Linked DNA regions of Mus musculus: all the other regions are linked to region 2. Evidence: chromatin contacts called from public Hi-C data. All regions are on one chromosome and are shown on one strand. The core of a region is the stretch at or near the end of the contact, and the rest is flanking DNA. Distances in the headings are between cores, read along the strand shown.

Region 1 (3,563 bases), core at 719-3,218, 260 kb after region 2:
CTGGGGCTGCTGAGATGGCTCAGCATGTTGAAGTTGTCACTGCCCAGGCTTGGCTACCTGAGGTCAATCCCTAGAACCCAGAGTGGAAGGAACCAGGTGTGATGGCTCATCTCCACAATCCCAGCACACACACCCATGCATGCATGCTCACACACAGAACCACCAAGCCCCAGTTCTCACATCCCTAAAAGTTGGTGTGTTTGTATGTATAAACAATGAAGGAGGTGATCTGACATGGAAGTGTAGCCAGTTATATAAATTTTGCCTTATTTTAGTTTAATTCAACTCAGATTAAAATTGTGAAATAGAATAGCAACTCTCCAGAAACGCCCAAGATGTTCCAGGCCCAGAGATCTGTCTGCCTGCCTGTCTACTATCACTCTATATGTAACCTGCCATCCATCCATCTATCTATCTATCTATCTATCTATCTATCTATCTATCTATCTATCTATCTATCTACCTATCTATCTACCTATCTATCTATCAATCTATCTATCTATCTATCTATCTATCTATCTATCTATCTACCACGTGTCTATTTTCATTATTCATCAATTGTTCATATCTGTATGTTTAGCTAATCAACATCTATCAATCATTATCTACAATGATTACCTATCATTATCTATCAATCACTACCTACATATTTATCATATTTTCTGTCATCTTGTTATCATCTATCTAATATCTATCATGTGTTAGTCACTTATCTATTTATATATCTATCTTTCTATCCATCATCTACCTGTCAACCATCATATTTATCTATCCATTTATCTATCTAACATCAGTTGCTATCTATTAATAATAGTCACAAGAATTCCAATCAGTTAAGCCAAGGTTTCTCAACTATGGCATTGTTGACATTGGAGGCAGAGAATTCTTAGGGGGTAAAGGCAAAGGGGGCTAGAGGTGTGGGATACTGGAAAGCCTTCATGGCCTTGGTCTATTAGATTCCAGTAGCACCTGAGGCTATTCCACCACTTGCCCTAGTCTGATGGCTCAAACCATATCTAGCTATTATGAAATGTCCACTTGGAAGGAAGTATCTACAAGAGAGAAAAGCAGAATTAGACCTTGGATAAGCACATGGTGCCATCTGGATGTGAGTATCTCTGCTTGGCCCCCTGGGGGCCCATGGGCCTGACCTGATCCCCCAGGCTCCTATGCACTTGGGTGATGTCTTGCCCTAGGTTCCTGGCAGCTTTGAGTTTCAGGGTCTTTGTCCACAGAAAGGCACACAATTTCTGCCTTGTTGACTCTCCAAGAAAAATTGCAGGAACCAGGTGTGATGGCTGATCTCTCCAAGGAGAATGAGGCAGGAGAATCACGAGGAGGGCCAGGCCAGCTGGAATACTTGATAAGACCTTGACTCAAACAAGCAAACAAGCAAGCAAACAAACAAACAAACAAACTGAACACACACACACACTGAGAGAGAGAGAGAGAGAGAGAGAGAGAGAGAGCAAGCATGAGTATCTCTTTAGTCAAAAGGAACCACAAATCCCTTCAGTGATGGGTGCCCTCCACCCCTAGATACACAGAAATATCTGGAAAATAGGACACTCAAATATCAGAGATACTTCTAAGAGGAAGCAGCCAAACAAAACGCAACAAAAAGTTAATAAACTTGAGGTAAAATTTTGATAATTAGATGACTTTCCGAGGCTCTCTCCCTCTGAGCGAGTACCATTTTATGTAATTTCCTGACATCGAAACAACAGCTCTCCTCCTTGTTAAAAAGAAGGAAGCAAGATTCAGCCCCATCTCAGGCAACAGGACCGGGGTCTGACTAATCCCTATAATCAGAAGCTAATTTGCCTTAAGAATAATAATAGTAACAATATGCCTGTTATGAAAGAGTGTGCCTTTATCGTTTTATTTGCCCGTGATTATGTAAATCCCAGATACACGGCAGTGTGGAGAGGCTGCAGAGAGCTGCCCTGCCTCAGCTAAGGAGCCATGGGGAACTGTGAGCAGGGCCTTCTGCTGAGAGACAGAGCCAAATTTCTTCCCCTGTGCAAAGAATTTATTTTCTGCAGATTGGCTAAAACATTTGATAGTTTAAATACAAGATGCTGGAAAAAAGAGCTGGGCTGACAGCCTTCTCCGCTTCTCTCTCCTTTTCCTCCGCCTTGTAGAACTGTGTGTATTCTTACCCCGTGTCTGGCAGTGGCCCTGAACCTACTGTAGGAAGTCCCCGAGATCAGTTCTGGGTGGGGCTGGCTCAGGAACTAGGCCTGAGCTTCTCCTAGGTCAAGTGCTACCTGGCTCCTGCCTCTTCCAGAGGGTGGCCCTTCACCATTCCAGTCCCAATTCCTCTGGGGACTCTGCTTGCCATTGTACACTGACCAGCAGGAGTGGTCCTGGTGGGGACTGCTGTGCCTGTGAAGCCAACACGAGTGCATGGACTCTCAGATCTGGCGACTGTCATTCTGTGAGTCTAGAGGTGGATGGCTACTCCCCAGAGCTGTGATCTGAGCTCCAGTCAGTTCAGGGGGGGGGGTGGTCTGCTGCTGGGTGATAATTCTGTGTGTGAGCTTTCCCTAGATCATCAGTGGTGTGGGGTGTAAACATTTGCTTAGTGGCCCTCTCGTTCTCCAGCTGGGCAGCCAAAATCCTAGACATTTTTTGTGCCTCAGTTTCCCTTTATGTGACAGGGAGCTGATGAGTTGTCTTGTGGCAATGTTGATGGAAATGTCAGCCAGTGTCCCAGCTCCCAGCTCTAGCATACATACAGGAATTGGTGGCTTCCTGGAAGTGTTCTGACCTTGTGCAATTTTAGATCAGTTCAGTATCTGAGATCTCAAGGAATGTGTTTGCCCCAGAGCTGGGCAGAGGTTTGAATAAGGTGGCAAATCTCTCGGCAGCTACAGTTCTCAGTACTTATCTCCCCTCACTTGAGTTTTCATAAGCACACATAAGGAAAACAAGATAATTATCATAGACATGGCATAAAGAGGGGAACCCTCACACTGAGTTGTGTTATGACTGAGAGCCACTCCGCAGCTAAGTGGCAGGGCCAGGATCCAAAGCCTGAGCTACTGGGAACCAGGTACATTTTGGAAAGGTGTCTGCCTGCACATTCCATACCTGTTGCTGTTCTCAGATACCTTTCCGTCCGCTGACAGAAAGTTCTGGATCAGTGAGATGTAGTTTGGGAAGTTACAGTGGTGTACATGTTTATTGGATATAGCACCCCACGTCATCCCTACGTCCAACCCCATCTGATGCTGTCTCCTGAGCTGGGAGCCTTCTCCGTATTTGGTTCACAGTGGACTTGATCTAGAAACTTCTCCTCTGCTCTTATCAGTCTGTTTATTCACTTCTGTCAAAACAAAACAGAACAAAACAAAACAGAACAGAACATTTTTTTTTTGATTGATCAAAAACTAATTTTGAGTGGTTTCTACTGATCTCTGAGTACCTGGCGGCCAGACTCTTCCCAAGATCTAGAAGACATCAAAGAAGCCATGGCCCCAAGAATTCAGGTGGGTTTGGCCAGGGGCTTTTGTGGGCACTGTTTAAATGTAGAGTTCATCTGGCTTGTACTCAGCTCG
Region 2 (4,052 bases), core at 975-3,474:
ATAAATGTCTCTTTCATAAGTAACATTGGAAACATCTCTAATATGCTCACAGGTGTGTGAACTGTAGTTTATCTGAATCTTCCATTACTGTGCTTTTAGTCTGTTTTCAATTTTTCTCCTAATAAATGGTACGGCTGATGTCTTTATGCAGGGAAGTGCTTTCATATTTCAGCTTATTTCCTAAGGAGAGACAAAGTAGTCAGGAGAAAGATTAACTTGGTCAAAGGTTTTAAAATCTGATTTCATATTTCTTAAGAGGAAGGCACCTTATGAAACAACTTTATAATCTGTTGAAAAACCTGGTTATGTTCTTTTTTAATATTGTTTTTCAAAAGGACTCGTCTGAGCAATATCCTGTCCCTTTCAGCAGACAGCCACGATATGAAAAGAGATTTGTTCCCTCGCGCTCTTAGGGGGCGATCTGGCTCAGGAAACAGACTCATCGGTCCCCAGGAGTATCTGATGGTTGCTATGGCGACAAGTCATTTAACGCAACACCCTACGAAAGCACTGATCAATAAGGGAGGGGGTGCGATTGAAACAAATTAGCTGGTGTCTGAGTGGCCCTGCGCAAGAACAGCAATAATAGCCCTGTCAGTCCCTCCTGGGGCAGGACCCAGACAGGAGGCAGACGCATAAGCCTCATTCTGGCGCCCGTTGCATGGCGACGCTGCTGACCCAATCTGACCTGGAGCTGGGTCCTGGAGCTGGCCTCCCCCCCCACCCCACCTTCTGCACACTCCTACTGGGGTACCTTGTAGCACCTCACTGCAAAGGTGGGACATCCAGGTCCAGAGGAAAGCTGGAACAAGTTCACAGTTCAACCTCCAGTGGTTCCCAGCTTGGGCCAAACGAAAAGCAATAACCCCTTACCTTTCCTTCACCCGACCATCCTCTCCTAGGGGTGGGTGTCAGAGGGGCAGGGGAGACACAGGGAAACAAACCGTGGCTCAATCTGCCCTATGATGTAGGGTCCGTCAGCCAGGCTTGATGGGTGCTTATAATTGTTGTACCTATTATGAGGGGATAACGTGATAATCTGACAGAGAGTGGCTTTCTGTGTAGCAGATATCCACTTAGACTGACCAAGGCAGGAAGGGTATTGTGGGGAGCCAAGGGGTAGCCCAGGGCGGAGATCACACACAGATAAGGAGTAAAAGAGAGGACCAGGACCCCCAGGTGTGCATCTGCCCTCAGACCCCATAGCTGCAGCCAGGGCTTGCCTATGGGCTGGACTTCCCTGTCCCAGCAGCCTGGGCTGACGGCAGAGGGCTAACCCCCTCAGTTTGGGGTGGGCTGTGAGCCCCTTCCCAGAAGTCTGTCTCAGCGAGTGTCTGGGGTATTTCCTAGAAGCCTTACTTTGTGGGACTGGGGCTTCAGTGTTCAGTGGCTCAATTCCTGAGATCTTCCTTAAAGAATAAACTGGAGGTCCCAGAGAGCAGCCGTACTAGCACTGTCGGCGTCAGGGACCCACCCCGGTTCTCCCCCGCGCCCCCCGCCCCCCAGTGCCCTCATACGAGGACTCATACGATTTGAGCTTAGTGTTCCCTTAAGGCATGGGTACTGGCCAGCATGTGTGTGTGTTATACAGGGGAGTGGGCACACGAGTGGGCAGAGGGATTGCTCACTGCTTCCTGAGGAATGGGGTCTGGTTCTGGAGTGATCAGGAGCCAAGTCTGGGTTGGCAGGTACTAGTTCTAATTTCTTGCTTGTTGCAGTCTTTTTCAGCCTCAGCTTACATATCCTGGGAATGGGCGTGGGCGTGCGCCTACCTTATTGAACAGCTATGTGCACTAGGTAACTTGGTATGTGGTGTTTAGTCCTTTGGAAATAACTCCCTTGGCTCCTTACACAGGTGTCTCTTTATGGGTTCCAGAAGACTAGCCTGGGACCCCAACTCCTGAGAGGGCCAACAAGCAATACAAGATAAACACAGGCTTTGGACTGGACACAGGTGGACTGCAATCTCCTACTCTGCCAGCTTCTGGCTGTGCAACCTCTGCTAGATACTGAGGATCTCTGTGCTTTTTTTTTTTTTTTCTACAAGTGGATGCTTATTAGTGACGACAGTGCACCAGGAACTATGGTCCAGGCTGCAGAGGACAGAGGAGGCGGTTTTCTTTCAAGGGCGCACGCATTTCCAAGCCAGATAGCCCTCCCCAACTAGGTCTGCGCAGCAAAAATTCATGCGGGACAAGAGCGCAGGCGCCTGACAGCCCGTGGCGTAGCTGCTTCTAGAAGGATCCAGAGGAGTCTGGCGCTGGGCGGATGGGGTGCTTGCGACTGCTGCGTTCCTGCTGATAACCAGCAGGGGGCAGGCTGAGCCCACAAGCCGTCTTGTCCTCGCTTCACCCCGGCCCTGCGGCTGTGTCCCGGGACATGCGGCGTGCTTCTGCGCAGCCAGCGAGCTGCCCCCTCCCCGGGGAGCCTCTCCATCATCCGCGGGCCTAATAATTTACATTTAATTTGTTAGCGGTTTAATGTTTAATTTAAAAAACTGAATGATTCATTGCCATATTAATAAATAATAACATTTATTATTCTTCTAATGAGTGTCCGAAATACAAAAGCAATTACACGTCTTATGTATTCTCTCATAAACTGAGACAGCAGAGTGTTCATTACAGAATTCTGTTGGGGTCTTGATTCCGCCTTCATGGCTGGCCTGGCCCTCGGGCTGTCAGGGGAGTGGTATGTCTTTAAAGCAGCGATTGGCTTGGTTCTGCTCTGGCTTTTCAGGGTCTGGGGGCCCCAGGAGAAGCCTCCAGAGGGTACCCCTTCACACCATACACTGTTCCTTCCACAGACTCTCACTGGTCCCGGGGCGGGGTGTGGTTATGCTTCCTTCCCAGGTAGAGAAACTGAGTCTGGAGGGGGCAGCTCTGAGAGACAGCCGTGAGCATGGCTAGGCTCGGCGAATTGACTCTGAGCATTGTTATTGTTGTTAGGTTTTTTTTTTCTTCTTCTTCCTTTTCTGGGCTTTGGAGCAGGCTGCTACAGGCCCTGAGCAGGAGGGAAGTGGGGAGAGGGACTGGAAGAGTGTGGATGTGTGGCGGAGGGGGTGAGGTGTAGGATCGGGACAAATCCCTAGCCAGCCAACGCCCTAGCTTGCTTCGCTTCTCTGCTCCTTTCAGATGATGTGGAAGGGTAAAAAGAAATGGGGTAGTCAGCAAAGCCAGTTCACCAGTAAGATTCCATCATCTGCTTCCCAGGGGTGGTAGGCGAGGCCAGGGATTTGGAGGGGCAGGGAGAGGTCTGGGCTCTGGCTTTAGGTACCAAATTTCAGGAAGGGGCTGGTTGGGGGGCCCTAGGAATTGGCAGGAAGGTCAGGGTGCTTCTTCAGTCCGGGACATTTTCAAACGAATGCCCAAACAGCTTCCCGTCAAGGACATCCACGTACAGTTGTTCCCATCCTGACCTTTTCACTGGTTTTAATGCCAGCTTCATGCCATCTAGCCAAAATCCTGGCTTCCCACAGCTACACAGCACTGCACAGAGGAGGCCCCCCAGGGTGTGGACACTGACTCGCCACATGGCCTGGCCAGCGCAGCCCTGGGCTAGGCGCTGTAGGAATCCTTGATTGCGGCCTTAGGGTCAGTTCCTAGAAGTGAACAACCGGAGCAGAGGGCAAGAGTGCCCGGGAGGCTCTGGCTCCCTGCTACAGTCCTCCTGCCAGCCTGGGTGTACCCCCACACACTCCCAGAGCAGGCCCGGTGGGGCTGCCTCCTGCTGTGCCCTTGGCAGCCTCAGTATGGCTAGCATGATCTTCTGCCATGCAGAACTTACCTTAATCCAGGTGCTGCTGATCATGCCTGGCCTGTGTTCACCTCAGGGTCCTGAAACACAGGCCAGTTTCCATTGTTGGATGCAGGGGACACTGAGACTCGTGAAGGGTGGCATGAATTCAGCTTAGGTTGTAGAGCCAGTCTCTCCCTCTTACAGGCTGAAGGTTGAACTTATGGCCTGTGTATGCCAAGCAAACCCTTTAAGGCTGAGCTATAGTCAGCAGGTCCTTTGGAGTCTCATGGAATGCAGGGATTGCACTGGTTTGA
Region 3 (4,082 bases), core at 858-3,357, 150 kb after region 2:
AGAGTGTTGTCTAGCAGAAGGCAGGTTTAAAACTTGAGACTATTTTGGATTGAATCTAAGGAAAATATTAAGTAGAAAGCGGTGGAAATTGGAGGATGGCGAAGATTAGCCTTGAAATAAGATGTACTGCTGCACAGAGCCACCTCTGCCAGGCACCCTTGCGCTCCTCCAGGATCCCACATGCCCGTGTCCCTGTTCCTCATACCTTAAAGCCCCCTGCTCACCCCCAAAGGCTCTCACATGTCCTGTGTGGTCCTGGGTTGACTTTACTCTCTGTGTTGCATCCTCTGCTATCTGCCATCCGCTCCCTCCACCCCCAACGTAGCCATCTTGGTTGATCTGATGGACTGTACTGACCCAGCTAGCCCATTCTTTCTCAGGACTTCTGGATTTGCAATTCTCATACCCCCCCTTTTCCTCTGGGGATCCTCCTTCTCCCAGGGCACCCCCAAAGGCCCTTTCCTTTCTATCAACCTTAAAAGTCTGCTGTTCCTTAGACTCCTCTTTCGTTCTCACTGGGTCACCTTTCATTCTCCCAGCCAGTCTCACTGCCGCCTTTGGTACCCACTGCTAAGCATCAGTGGTCAATCCCTTCCCTTACACTCTCGGGCCATTTTCTGACGTCCAGACCTGTATTGCCTGCTGGGCACCTCCTTTCAGTCACTCTACAGTGCCCGAGTCTGGGCTGGTGTATCCCGACTCCCAGTAAAGACACAGGCACACTGGCTCTCCCACAGTATCCTCTACCACCCTCAATGGCTTCACTCAGTGCCAGTGTCTTCCCCAAGCTCCCTCTGAAGCCCATGTCCAACATGCTGACATCTCTCCATCTCTCTACCATTGCTCCAGTTCAAGGGCATTTGTTCTTCTACTTGCTTGGACCCAGAGTCCTAGCCAGGATAGAGTCCTGTCTTTATGAAGACCTCCTTCACCTGTCTCTGCTTCTCCCTGGATGGGATTCTGCAAAGCTCCCTGTTTGGGCTCTTTGTTCTGAGCTCTGGGAGGGGCCGTGGCAAGTCTTGCTGCCCGACACTCACTGTAGGTTAAGTGCTAATTTCCCTCAGAGGCCACAATGGTGTGGACAGGGTCCAGGTTCTCCTGGGGCAGCTTCACAGTGCCAGCTCAGCCCCTATGCTTCTCATGGCCCTGCTGATCCGCAAGTGACTTCTCCGTGCCATCTAAGATGAGCCTTTCTTTCATTTCCTGCCCTGAGAAGGTGAGAACAGGGTCAGAGGGCATTGCCCACACCCAGTGATCAAATGTGCCATGTGACCAACCTAGATGCTTAAGGAGGACAGAAGGTACTACTATTTTTGGTTGGGAAACTACATGCCTAACCACCCCTTTGTCCTCCTTTAAAAACTGTGTTTTAATTTTATTGTGTGTATGTGGCCTATGTACCTGTATGGGTGCGTGCATCCATATCTGCACTTTAAGAGGCCAGAGCAAAACGCCAGCTATCAATCAATCACTGCCTTATTACCTTGAGAAAACGTCTTCTACTGAACCCAAAGCTCTCCTTTCTAGCTGGGCTGCCTTGCCTCATAGTCCCTGGGTCCTCCTGCTTCCAACATTCTTCCCAAAGCTGGGGTTATAGGTGCAGGCAACCATGCTCCACTTTTTAGTGTGGGCACTGGAGACTCGAACCCAGGTCCACATGCTTTCAGAGTAAGGGCTCTTCCCTGCAGTCCTCCAGCCACTCCTCATATTGCTGCAGAGGATGCAGAGCCCTGACAGAAGCCAATAGGATTCCTTCCCAGGAAAGGAAGGCTGCCTCTGACCAGGGATACCTCCATCTGCACAGCAGAGACATGTCTCTTGTAGGTGGCTGGGAAGACCAAATGCAGTGGCCAACGGGGAGAGCCCTGCGTGCAATCAGATGCGATTGAATGTGGCCCCCATCTGCCTGCTCCTGCTTCAGTCACCTTGGACTTGGCATGTGGGACCTGTGAGTTCTGGGCAGGGTTTTTGAAGCTGTAATGTAATAGGGCCGAGCCAAGGCAGCCCCGTGGCGTCCTGCTTGCTTGCTGTCTTTTCTGTACCACGGCTTTGGCACACAAAGACTTCGGGAGCTTCGGGAGATGAGGCTGGCAGGGGTAGGCGCATTTGGTGCGTGGCAAACCGAACCTGTCAATTCCAGAAGCCTTTGGCACATTGTTGAAGCGACTACATGACTTTGAGAAGTGTCTGCATGTTTTTTCCCCAAGTGCAGTTATTTTTGCTGCTGTGAAATGTTCTGAAATCTGACAGTTTTGTTTTGAGTCTCAGCCCGATGTGAAGACGGAAGGGAACACTGCCTCCCAGTTCTGCGGCACCCGCTTCCCGGGGTCTCCTGAGGACACCCAGATCCTGGCAGAGGTGACCAAGGAGAGGCCTGGGGACTGAGGTTCTGGGGCGAGGGGAGTACACATGCAGGTCAGACCATGCAACCTCTGTGTACCCCCAAAGAATGGCCAGGGGCTAGCTTGGCCAGTGTTCAAGTACTACAGTGTGCTAACATGTCTCCTACCTGATGTTACCCAGTACCCATCCTGTTTCTCGGACCTTCCTCATCAGATGTCCTCTTGTACCTACTATGTGCCAGATTTCCTCCACTAGAAGTGCCTACTGTGTGTGCAGAGTCACAGGAGGACCCTCAGTCACAGACATGACAAGGTTACAGTGCCATGCTTCTAGGTGAGGAGATTTCGGAGGGAACAAGACCCTGGGAGGACAGAAAGGTGGCTTTAACCCACTTCCTCCCCTTAACAGTGGTCTGAGATGCAGGCAGGGTGCTGTGGTGGGGTGGGGTTAACTTAGTGGTCCTCCTGTGAGCTGATACCTACCTTGTCCCATGTCACTGCTCCCCAGAGTTCATCCAGAGACCCCTGTTGTCTTCCCCAACAAGCCAAGACCCTCAGCTCATGGTTGCTGTCTCTGCAGAGGCTGCGTTGTCACAGCTGCTCTGTGACTGTCAGGTCCCCCATCAGCCCAGGAGCTCCACTCAGGTTTCACACGTTTCCAGCTAGCTCTCTCAGTTCCCTCACTGGCTGGTCAGTCCCCTGACTCAGGCATCCCTGGACAGCAACATCTTGCTGACATTTTCTGACCTGAGTCCCACAGTGTTGGGTTTGCGTGCTCCTGAGAGATCACTGGGTACTAAGTATGGTTCTGAGTGCTTCCCTTGCAAGGTCCCATGGAATTGCCACATCCACCCTCGTGGGGCGGGGGATATGCATCACTGATGGAGAGAGCCATCTCTACTTGGGAGATACATTGATCCAGCTACCTAAAGACAGAAGCTCACTCAGACTTTCTGGAAAGAGCTAATCACCTGCTTGCCCCCCTCGGTGATGGCAAGGGCCAAACTCTAGCAACACATTTCATACGTGTACAGGCGTGCACCTCTGTTTACAGCCCGCATTTCCGCATCACCATGGAGACGGATGATGCCGCTTTTTCTTGAAAAGGTAGACATAAAGAATCACCAGCAATCTCACAACAGCTTCCTCCCAGTTAAATAGCACAACACAGAAAACAACCACCACCACCCCCCCCCCCCGACCATGGCAAGCTTCCTTCTTTCCCTCTCCAGCTGACTGTCAGGACCTGTGTGTGCCAGACGCTTGCTGCCTTAAATGCCAGGGCCAGCAACAGTAATGAGGGTCCCAATGGATCTGTGAGCATCATGAGGAAGGTCCATATCATTTTTCTGTGTAAGCCAAGCTGGGGTGCCTAGCCTGCTGCCAGGTCTGGGTACTACGGGCTCACACCATACCCTGTTGCCATCTTCTCCAAAAGGCCTCGCCTGTCCTCAGACCCCACAATGTAGCCTGATGAAGAAGACAGAACACAGCATGTCCAATCACGCCCCGCCGACGAAATGCATTGTGAGGATGTTGGGTGCATCGTCCTAGAGGGTGGCTCTGTAACCTACTGGAGACCAAAAGGGTCCTCTCAGCAAAGAAGGGCAAGTGAATGTTGGGGACACATGATGCACAGTGCCATAGCTTGTCTTACTGGACAACCAATGTCAATGCAGACTCTATCACACTCAGAACCTACTTGGGACCTTTCCTTGGGACAGTGGATAGCTAAGTTTA

The links. A called contact is a pair of places that touch in the nucleus more often than the background predicts.
Region 1: a Hi-C map of cerebral cortex shows a contact between it and region 2, with 2.2 times the contacts expected there. The contact joins two enhancer-like sites. A contact is called at or near these places in 2 of 15 datasets of contacts at CTCF or cohesin (the NIH/3T3 cell line and stem cell-derived epiblast-like cells), 5 of 484 Hi-C or Micro-C datasets (cerebral cortex, embryonic fibroblasts, forebrain and 2 more) and 6 of 115 datasets of contacts at active chromatin or transcription factors (the NIH/3T3 cell line, astrocytes, embryonic stem cells and 1 more).
Region 3: a contact with region 2 is called in a Hi-C map of cerebral cortex, with 4 times the contacts expected there. The contact joins two enhancer-like sites. A contact is called at or near these places in 3 of 15 datasets of contacts at CTCF or cohesin (CD8 T cells and embryonic stem cells), 41 of 484 Hi-C or Micro-C datasets (the HL-1 cell line, cerebral cortex, embryonic stem cells and 6 more) and 7 of 115 datasets of contacts at active chromatin or transcription factors (embryonic stem cells, pancreatic cancer cells and stem cell-derived neural progenitor cells).

What each region holds. Positions count from the first base shown.
Region 1 is chr12:110,116,401-110,119,963 of GRCm38.p6, reverse strand. No RefSeq gene overlaps it. Among named protein-coding and RNA genes, the nearest start is that of Gm34719, 30 kb to the right of the region's middle. Within about 2 kb of position 1,968, at least 5 of the 459 cell types and tissues checked have an H3K27ac peak or open chromatin away from gene starts, as enhancers often do. A contact at or near this core is called in cerebral cortex, where this site is marked.
Region 2 is chr12:110,371,848-110,375,899 of GRCm38.p6, reverse strand. No RefSeq gene overlaps it. Among named protein-coding and RNA genes, the nearest start is that of Gm40577, 44 kb to the left of the region's middle. Within about 2 kb of position 2,224, at least 29 of the 459 cell types and tissues checked have an H3K27ac peak or open chromatin away from gene starts, as enhancers often do. A contact at or near this core is called in cerebral cortex, where this site is marked.
Region 3 is chr12:110,226,211-110,230,292 of GRCm38.p6, reverse strand. It overlaps Gm40576 (a long non-coding RNA gene), which reads left to right. Exons shown (of 3, transcript XR_001780704.2): 2 at 1-2,676. Among named protein-coding and RNA genes, the nearest start is that of Gm40576, 9.1 kb to the left of the region's middle. Within about 2 kb of position 2,107, at least 11 of the 459 cell types and tissues checked have an H3K27ac peak or open chromatin away from gene starts, as enhancers often do. A contact at or near this core is called in cerebral cortex, where this site is marked.